Linked DNA regions of Mus musculus: region 1 is linked to region 2. The links are chromatin contacts, called in public promoter capture Hi-C maps. All regions are on one chromosome and are shown on one strand. Each heading gives the region's core, a stretch centred on a gene start, on an enhancer-like site or on the middle of the called end of the contact. The rest is flanking DNA. Distances are from core to core; before and after follow the strand shown. Region 1 holds the start of Meis2 (Meis homeobox 2). Region 2 holds the start of Hoxd12 (homeobox D12).

Region 1 (5,162 bases), core at 1,344-3,843, about 41 Mb before region 2:
TCTCTCTCTCTCTCTCTCTCTCTCTCTCTCTCTCTCTCCCTCCCTCCCTCCCTCCCTCTCCCTCTCCGTCTCCCTCTCCCTCTCTCTGTAAGTCCTCTCTCTCTCTCTCTCTCTCTCACACACACACACACACACACACACACACACACACACACACACACACACCACTCTACTATACCTAACCACTCCCATCCACCCCCGCCCCCATGAGAAAGTCCAGTCAAAGGCACCCTTGCAGGAGGCGCTGCTTTCTGTCACGGGATGGTTCAGAGTTGGGGAGGGAGGCCGCAGTTGAACAGCAAACCCTTACTCTGTTTGCTATTCTCTGGGCCTGGGGCCCGGAACCCAGGGCGAGGGTGAGAAGTTGGGGAGAGGGCGCGCTCCCAGTGCGTGGCTGGGTCGCGCTGCCAGCTGCCTGGTGGCGGCAGGGTGAACCCGGCTACGCGCGCCGGGTGACCAAAGCTCCGCCCCCAGCTCTCGTCTCTCGGTGATTGACGCGCAGCCGCGGGGAAACAGCAGAGCAGAGGTAAAGCCAGCTGGAACTCCGGCCAGGGATTGGGCGGGACCCCGGCCAGAACTAGTTTCTACCAAAACCTAGTCGGGTATTTACCTTTTTAACCCTACTCGCTTCCTTTTCCTTTTGGGAAAACTTTAGGAGCCAGTCCCATGGTCCCCATCCAGCGAAATCCTCCCGGTGTAATTAACTCAGCCTTTAGCCCTCTTTACAACCGCTGCGCCCAGGGCAACCACAACAAAGCTGGGCAGCCAGAGCCAGCCACTCCTCGCAAGCATCTTCTGTCTCACATGCTTTTTAATCTTTCTCCTCCGGTGCTTCCTAGATCCAAGATTCACTTTAGAGGCGCACAGCGGTCACGCGCACGCACGCACGCGCGCGTACACACACACACACACACACACACACACACACTTGTCTACATCGGTAAACAACAAACACCAAACAACTCCCTCTCCTCTAACTCCTACCCCACTAACTCCCGCCCTACTAACTCTCATCCTGCTTTCTCCCTCCAGATTGAGCCCAGGACCCCTAGACTCTCAATGGTGGTCTACACTGTCTGCAGCGCACCGAGGGACTATGCTCCGAGTTCAGCTGCTCATATCTTGTACTAGACAAAAATGAATATTGACAAAAAGGGCTCTGCATCTGCACGAGAAAGAAAGTACCACTTAACAACAACAACAACAACAACAACAACAAAAATCCTAGCCTGGCGGTGGTGCAGTTGGCGGAGCTTGCTGCTCTAGGTTGTAGTGGCAGAGTTCGGGACCTAGTAATCCGCCGGCAGAGGAAGGGGGCCGCGGAATTAAAACGAACAAAAGCTAGAGCGCCATGCCAAACATCCCCAACGCGACCCAGTTAGGCAGGAGCCAAGAGGAGTGGTGGGGAAATAAACGAGAAGTAAGTTGAAAATAAAAAGATCTGAGTCTGTACCGTACTTTCCCTGTGGCTTTCTGCAGTTTTCCTGTCTGCGCTCTCCCTGTCCTCTTCCACCTCTCTTCCTTCCCCCTCCAATCACGCGTGTTCTCTCTCTCTCTCTCTCTCTCTCTCTCTCTCTCTCTCTCTCTCTCTCTCTCTCTCTCTCCCTCTCTCTCCCTCTCCTGTCGCTCTCCCTCCTTCCCTCCCTTCCCCCTTTCCCCCTCCCTCATCCCCCCTCCCTCCCCTCTTCCTCTCCCTCCCGCGTCGTCCCCCTGGAGAAGCAGGCTTGCTGATTTGCTCCGGTCCTCTCCGCTCCAGCCTCCCCTTCCCCAGCCCCCCCCCCCCCCCCCGGGGCCGTCCGACCGCACTCGCTGCATATCAGAGGCTCCGCGCTGCGCGCTCCTCCTCGCTCCAGCTCCCCACTCTCGGGATGTGTCTCCGCCGTAGGACGGGCTATGGCCACCACGACTTCCGGGTTCCGTCATTTCGTTCTCCCGCCGCCGACCCGCGCCGCCAAACTGAGGCTCTACTATAAGCCCGGCTGCAGCCAACCTGCCAACACCTACTGACACTCACTCATCTCCCAGAGAGAGAAAGAGAGCGCGAGAGAGCGAGCGCGAGTGAGAGCGAGCGAGAAAGAGAGAGAGGGAAAGACAAAATACCTACCAGAGAGGGGGGGAGGAAGTCCAATTTTTGCAAACTATTCATTTTTTTCTTGGTTTTCTCCTTGCTTTCTTTGAACAATACTTTAAAAAGAGAGGATCATATTAGAGCTATTTTGGGGGCAAAGCTAAAAGAGGGGGGAGGGGGGAGGAAGAATTCAAGAAGCAGAAACCCCTCGCGGAGTTTTACTGGAAGAAAAAAAAAACGGGTCTGAAAGATTGCTCCTCTTCATCATCATCAACCATCATTCATTCACTACCTTGACATTCCGGGCTTTGATTGACAGCTGGAGTGGCAAAAAGCCATGAAACTCGACAGTTCGGTTACATGTGGGCTGCTGACTGGCCGCTCGTAACCTTCAGTTCGGGGGCTTGACAATTTTTTTTCTTTTTCTTTTCTTTCTTTTCTTTTTTTTTTTCAACTAAGAGGAAAAGAAGAGAAAGAGGAGTAAAGGAGGACCGAAGAGGAGGAGGAGGGGAGGGGGAGGAGGGGGAGGAGGAGGAAGATCAGGAGGAGGAGGAAGAAGAGGAAAAAAGAGAAAAAGAAGAAATATCACTGAAAAAAATTCTTCGTTTTCTTGACTGGGCTTTCCCCACCCCCCAAAAAATAACATTGGAAAATTGGGAGAAGTCTCCTTGGTTTGGAAAAAAAGGACTCTTCAACCTAGCTCACTTTCTTATCCGGACTGGGATATTAAATATACGACACATCCAGGAGTTTATTGGAGCGCAGACTGATGGCGCAAAGGGTAGGTTTAAATCTCCAACACTTACCTAGATATAAATCCTCTCCTACAGGGCCCTGCCCCATGCCTTCTCTCCCTTTGAGCTGGCTGCTGCTGGTTGCTTGATGATGATGGCGGCCAGTATTTTAAAAAATAGTAACAAAATTATTCACCGGCTTCTTTCCCCCCTGTGCCTCTGCGTGTGTGAGAGTGTGTGTGCGTGCGTGTGTGCGTGTCTGGCCGCGCGTGTCCCAGCGCTGAGCGAGCGGGCGGGCGGCGAGAGCGTGTGAGTGGTGTGTGTGTGTGTGTGTGTGTGTGTGTGTGTGTGTGTGTGTGTGTGTGTGTGTGTGTACTTGTGTGCAATTGTTACACGCTTTCGCCTCGCTCCAGCTTTTACCCCGGCAGCGTGATTCCCCGGGTTCTCTGCGGGCGGCGAGAGCGTGTGAGTGGTGTGTGTGTGTGTGTGTGTGTGTGTGTGTGTGTGTGTGTGTACTTGTGTGCAATTGTTACACGCTTTCGCCTCGCTCCAGCTTTTACCCCGGCAGCGTGATTCCCCGGGTTCTCCTGCCGCCGCCGCTGCGCCTCTTTCGCCGCTACTCGCGCGGCTCCGGGCGGGCGCGGGCTGCGTAGGAGCCGCCGGCGTGGGGCCGCGCTGCCTAGACTAGCCCCGGCTGCTTGTTTTGTCTCTGAAATTGACAAGGACGCAGGGAATCCGCTGCTAAATAATGTTTCTGGTAACTTTCACGTTATTCCTCCCCACCCTCAGCTCCTAGCCCCCGGGGAGGCACCGACCCTAGTCTTCCCTTGTCCTTGCCGTTCTCGGCCTGATTATTAGCGTTTTTCTTCTCTTTATTTTGTTTCATTTCGCCCTTTGATTTATTGGATCTCCTGGAGGAGGCGAAGGGGGGTAAGGGGTGGGATCCGGGGCTTCCTTCTCTTGCTAACTCCACTTCTCCCTGGGTTGGCTCGCTGGGGTTCTGCAGCCTCCAGCGGGAGCGGGGCCTCCCTGTGCCCCCCCACCCCCCACCCGGCGTCCCCGGCCTCTCCGCCTGATCTGCCTTCCCTGAATGCTGCTCTCGGCTCAGACTTTAATTTTAAAATTTACGACATCCTCTCCCAACTTTCAAATCTGTTTTTTCTCCTGGTTTGGTTTGTAGTGTGTTTAACTTGTGTCCGGTACTTTTCTTTTTTTCTGACTTTGTTTTTATTCTCTCTCTCTCTCTCTCTCTCTCTCTCTCTCTCTCTCTCTCTCTCATCCGTCTTTACACCCCCTATCTCTATTCCATCCCCACTCCTCTGTACCCTCTTTTCTTTGCTCCGGGTTCCTTTGCTTTCCTGCCTCTGCCCCCCTGGGTTCTCTCTTACTCTGTGCCACCGCCCCCTCCTCTTGCCCGGGCTCTGACAGTACGATGAGCTGCCCCATTACGGCGGGATGGACGGAGTAGGGGTTCCCGCTTCCATGTACGGAGACCCTCACGCGCCGCGGCCGATCCCCCCGGTTCACCACCTAAACCACGGGCCGCCGCTCCACGCCACGCAGCACTACGGCGCGCACGCCCCGCACCCCAATGTCATGCCAGCCAGCATGGGATCTGCTGTCAACGACGCCTTGAAAAGAGACAAGGACGCAATCTATGGGTAAACCGACCCCCGGACCCAGCTTACTGTGTGTGAGTGTGTGTGAGTGCGTGTGCTTGTCTCTGGTGGTGATGGTGGTGGTGGAGGTGGTGGTGATTGTGGTGGTGTTAGGGTGGACCAGGGAGGCTAAGTGGGGACTTAATTCTGCATGAGGAGACAGACTGCTTGCAGTAGAGAAAGACAAGGGAGAGAGCCTGATCTTGAGTCAAAGACCAGAAAAATAGAACCTTCTCTGCTCCCTTGGTTCGGCCTCTCCAGACCCCACGGTCCAATGTAAGAACTGAGTCTTTAAATCTTGCCGGCCGGGCCTTCTCCCCAAGGACACGAATCCTGGCCAAAAGGCACAGGGCTGGTTGTCTCGGGCTGCCTAACACAGGCCTTGATTAAGAGGAAAGTTTTCTGCAGCCGAGAAAAAACTTCCAGTTGCCCTTTCTTTCTTCTTTTCTCTCACTCTTTCTTCTTTCCTTTCTTTCTTTCTTTCTTTCTTTTTCTCCCTCCCCTCCCCTTTCTGCTTCCTACTGAGGGCCTGGGAGTCACTAAACGCAGCTTGAGCTGGAATCAGGGCAGCTTCTGTCGGCCAGGAAGTCCTAATCACTCACTTCTTAATTCTCTGTAAATAAAGGGGGCAGACCTTGAAGTGCAGCGGGGTGGAAGAGACTGCCGCTTACACACACAGCCGTTCTTGGGAGTCAGGGAAAT
Region 2 (4,582 bases), core at 382-2,881:
CTCCCAAATCATTCAGGGCAGATGGGGGTTGTGGAATCAGGCCCTTTCCTTCCTGCAGAGTGGAGAGCCCAGCTTTGTCACAAAGGGCTTCTGCTGCGAAGGGGCTAGAGTTATCCCCAGCCCCTTGCACTGCAGCGGGGTCTCAGGGCCTTTCTACCTGCACTTATACCCGGAGCTCTAGCTAGGCTCCTGTTTCATGCAGAAAGAGCTGGATAGAGAAAGAAAAAGAAAAAGAACACGTTGAAAACCGGAAAAAACAAACCCTCATACAGTGTTTCAATAGTGAGCCCCGGATGTAAACATCATAGACAAGGACAGGTGACCCCCAGACACCATGCTGAATGTTTAAAGCCAGTGTTAGATTGCAATTCCCAAACACCTCTCAGGAGGGTCCCAAAGAGAGCTGAAAGCGAAGGGGGCTCCACTGGCCTCATCTCCAAATCTCCTCCTGGTTCCTCAGCTACAGACTGAGCCGAAGGGCGCCCAGGACCAGAGGAGTGGGAGGGAAATCTGCAGCCCCAACACCTCCTCCACAGCCAGGCCTTGGTCCAAAAGGGCAGGCTTGGCAAGGCCTCAGGCCCCCGTGGGCAGCTAATAGAGGGCCAGTGCTTGCTCGCGCTGCACTACCCGCTTCTTCTTCATACGCCGGTTCTGGAACCAGATTTTGACCTGCTGGTCGCTGAGGTTCAGCCTGTTAGACAATTCCTTACGCTTCTGCCGGTTGATGAATTCATTGACCAGGAATTCGTTCTCCAGCTCCGCAATCTGCTGCTTTGTGTAGGGTTTCCTCTTCTTGCGGGCCCTCCCCGGGGCCGCCCCCCACGGCAGGCCTGCAACAGAGCCCCGACCCATGTCAGCTCGCTCAGATCAACTGCCCGCCCCACAGACGTTCACCACTGCTGGCGGGTCTCCTCCCTGTCCAACTGTCCCTGACACCCCACCTCCCGTCCCTGCCTAAACTGGCTTGGGGGAGCATGGGCACTGTTTACCGTCGGGCAGTGAAGATCGCAGGCAAGAGGCCACCCCGGCCACTTGCACTGCCATGTTCAAGTTGAGCGGGCCTTTGGTGTCTTCCTTGAAGCTGGAGGCACAGGGGGCCCCCTGGAGCAGGGTCGCAGAGCCTGGAGCGGTCCGGCCCACACCCGCGTAGTCATACTTGGTGCCTTTGAGAGCCGAATGAACCAGACTAGACTCGGGGGCGAAGGGCGGCCTAGTCCGGCTGCGTTCCTCAGATGCGGTGGGCGCATCAGGCGTATAGAACTTGACCTGGTCTTCGGGTCCGTCCTTGGCGCCTGGAGACTGCAGGCCAATTGGCCCAGAGCCGGTCAAGTAAGGCTGAGAGAAGCCTCCAAAGGCAGAGGCGGTGGCAGGCTGCGCAGGGGTGCATGAGGCGGGCGTAGTAGCCCAGGGCAGCGCGCTGCGAGGGTATGAGATGGGGGGAAGCGCGGCCAACTGGCTGCCATTGGCTCTCAGGTTGGAAAAGTAGAAAGAGTCCGGTGACTGTAAATTCAGAAGCGAGCCCACATAGCCAGCTCTGTAGAGACTGCGCTCACACATCTCCAACAAAGGGCCTCGGCTGTGCTCGCAACAGTATTTAGTTACAACCCGGAATAGGAGGACGGGCTCAGAGGATTGGACAAAACTTTGCCTGCAGGTTCTTCAAAGCCGGTCATTTCAGCACCGCCTACATCCCCCGACCCGTCCCCACCCCCACCCCCTTTCAGGGTATTATGATAACACTCAATGTTCGACGGCGAAGGACGAGGCTGCTAGCAGAGCCAAAGCCTGTTGAGGGAGGGCGAAGCCCTTGAAAGTTTCCAGACCTCTTTCAGGAGCCGGTGACATTGGGATGAGGGTGCCTTTGCCCAAGTGTCTCTTGGGAGTTTTCCTGCTCTGGGTTAGTCTTCCCAGCCCTTATTTCGCAGGCTGCCTGGGCCGGGCTTTGCGTCTACAAACTTTAAGTTGCAATTCAGACGTTTTCCAATAAGGGTACCTGGGCTTGACTGGAGAAGAGCTGGCAGTGGCACGGACTGCTCCTGGATCTGAGCAACCAATCCTTTTTTATAGAAAGGGCCTCTAAAGTGGTCTCTGCCAAAGGCACTTGGCAGCAAGGACCCATTCACTTGACCCTGTAGCCCCAGGTCACAGACAATACAAGAGGTTGACCAAACAAAGGTGAAAGGCGGCACAAACTGCTCAAGTGTGGTACCTAAGGAATCTTCACGCTGTTCCTGACATTTGTTCCCAGGAACTGTGCTCATAGCGTTGTTATCCAGTCCCCTCAGGCAATTCCGCAGTCCGAGGAGCCAATCTTGTGAAAAATTACATTTCTTTTCTCTCCTGGGGTCATCTTGGTGACTATTCCCTACTAGCCAAGCTCCTAGCCGTCCAACTGAGAGTTGGAGGGGCAGAAAAGTCCGAGCCACCTGGCTGAGGAGGCACAGTCGCACAGGAACAATCAGCTAGCTGAGTCTCTTTTGTCGGTGCCTCCAGGCACGCGGGCCGCTGCGGGTTCACTGTCTGGGCAAAACAGGCAACGCTCCGTGTGTGTAGTAAGTGTGCTTAACCCCTGAGGCAGGGCCTTCTGGATGGTCCAGAGGGAATAAGGCTTTTCTCCTCAAGAGACTGTGTTGTGGGAGCCCGCGCTAGCCTAAAGCAGGACCCATGGTCCATGAGCCAAGCTGGAACTGGTTAGGCCCCCAGCTCTGGCAAGGAGACCACACAGGCGCCGCCGGAGGGCAAGGCTGACCACCTCGCTGGGACTTTATTGTGTGAGTTACGGCGACCAATTGGGCGGCTCTCAGGACGCAATCGTCCTCTTCCTCCAGCTCTGGGGCGGGAGGAGGGTGGGGGTGGGGGAAGTCTAAGGATCCTGGGGCATTACTAGAGTTTCCTCCTTTTCAGGAATTGGGACTCCATACTTTCTTTTCTGGTAGGTGGGAGGAGGCAGAAGTTTTAAGTCGGTTTTTAGAAGCCTTAGATTAGGTATTCGATAGCTTTCATTTTGAAGAATTCTCTCCTTTCTACTGGAGCATCCTCTGGCCTGAATTTTCAGTTCTAATAGTTCCAGCACTCTCAGAGCCCCTGCCTCCTGCACAGAGATTCCTAGGTAGTTACAGGCCTAAGGGTGCATCCTTAGACTATGGCTGCCTTATAATTATGTTTGCTTCTCAGGACCAAATACATAAGTGTGAATCAGGAATGAAAAGGACAGCTAGATTTTTTTTCCAGGTTTTTTCCCCCCCTTAATCGACCCACTTCATTCCTCCAAGTCTATAACTTTCAAGGTCTGGTAGGCAAAGTTCTTTTTGAGAAAGCTGGTGGCTGATGCTGAAGGCTGGAGACCATGAGGGAAGGTGGGAGGAGGAAGGGAGGCTTGTCTGGGATGTTGGGGGCTGGGGGGGGGGGGGAGCTGAGGAGCAGAATGGCAAGCTCTGCCAATGTCGCCAAACGCCCAGGAGATGGCGAGCGTGCTCCACGCCTGACGAGGCGCCGCCGCACGGTCAAGATCAACAGTGAAGGGCGGTGGGGCGGGCTTGGGGTCGCCAGTGCTCGCGGTCACGGCCCGCTGCCAAGGAGCTACGGACAGTCTCCGAAAGCCAGAGGTTGTAGCAACTGACCCAGACAGCGGAGCCAAGGGACCTGATGCAAGGAAGCCTGTGGCCGCGTGTTATTGTTTGACCTTTCGCCTCTGTCCTAACGTCTTTTTCACCTCTTGAATCATGAGTCAATCTGCCGATCTTGGGATCTTGGTTCCTACCCCAATCGCTAATACCGTGCCAAATTTCTGAGCGTCTCTCAGCCTAGATCTAACTGAAGGCAAAGCCTTTCCCCGAACTTCCTCGGCCTTCCGGGCTCCCCGCGGGCCTCACTTCCAGGGCCTCAGCCACTTACCCCCAGCTCTCCTCCTCCCGCAATCCCGAATATAAAAGGCACACATATAAATAACAAAGCCTTCATCTGTTCCTCATTTAGCCATCAATCCAAATACCACCAGAGAGCATTTGAGCGCAGTTTTAATCTTCAGCAAACCCCATTTCTCTTAGGCTCAGCGAAACTGACGTGCGACCTGCAGATGAAAGGAAAAACCTCGAGGCAATTCCCTCTATCCAATATAGGAAACCTGAGAAATGGACCTGTGAGATGAAGTGTGGCCTTGGAGACTAGAACCTACAGAGAGGGGGGGGAGGGAAGGAAGGGGGGGGAGGAAGGAAAAGAAAGAAAAGAAAGAAAAAGAAACGAGGGGACCGAGAGAACGGTGGTTGGGGGGGGGAACTAAGGCCACTTTTTTGTTTGTTTGTTTGGCTGGCTGGTTGGTTGTCCGCCCCCCAACATGTCTTGTGTACAAAATAGCTAAGGTATTAAGACAGAGGTCTTTCCCTAAGTGACTGAAGGGTGATGTGCTTCCCTTTCCAGGGGTTTATCCTTCATAAATTGAACCGCATTCTGCATCTGTATTTCTCTCTCTCTGCCTGTACCCTCCCCACCCACCCTCTAATAACGAAGTTGGCCTCTGTAGTTGGCAGTAAGATGTGAAACAAGACAAGCTGGACCAGAGAAAACGAAAGTAATTACCAACTCG

Evidence for each region. Promoter capture Hi-C pulls out the DNA fragments that hold promoters and counts their contacts.
Region 1: a contact with region 2 is called in a promoter capture Hi-C map of embryonic stem cells, with 6 read pairs. The contact joins the promoter of Meis2 here to the promoter of Hoxd12 in region 2.

Annotation. Positions count from the first base shown.
Region 1 is chr2:116,062,489-116,067,650 of GRCm38.p6, reverse strand. It overlaps Meis2 (Meis homeobox 2), which reads left to right and starts at 2,593. Exons shown (of 12, transcript NM_001159568.1): 1 at 2,593-2,849; 2 at 4,231-4,463. The coding sequence starts at 2,838. G630016G05Rik (RIKEN cDNA G630016G05 gene) reads right to left here and starts at 426. Exons shown (of 5, transcript NR_153841.1): 1 at 311-426.
Region 2 is chr2:74,672,062-74,676,643 of GRCm38.p6, reverse strand. It overlaps Hoxd12 (homeobox D12), which reads right to left and starts at 1,631. Exons shown (of 2, transcript NM_008274.3): 1 at 990-1,631; 2 at 1-830. The coding sequence starts at 1,557. The coding sequence ends at 592.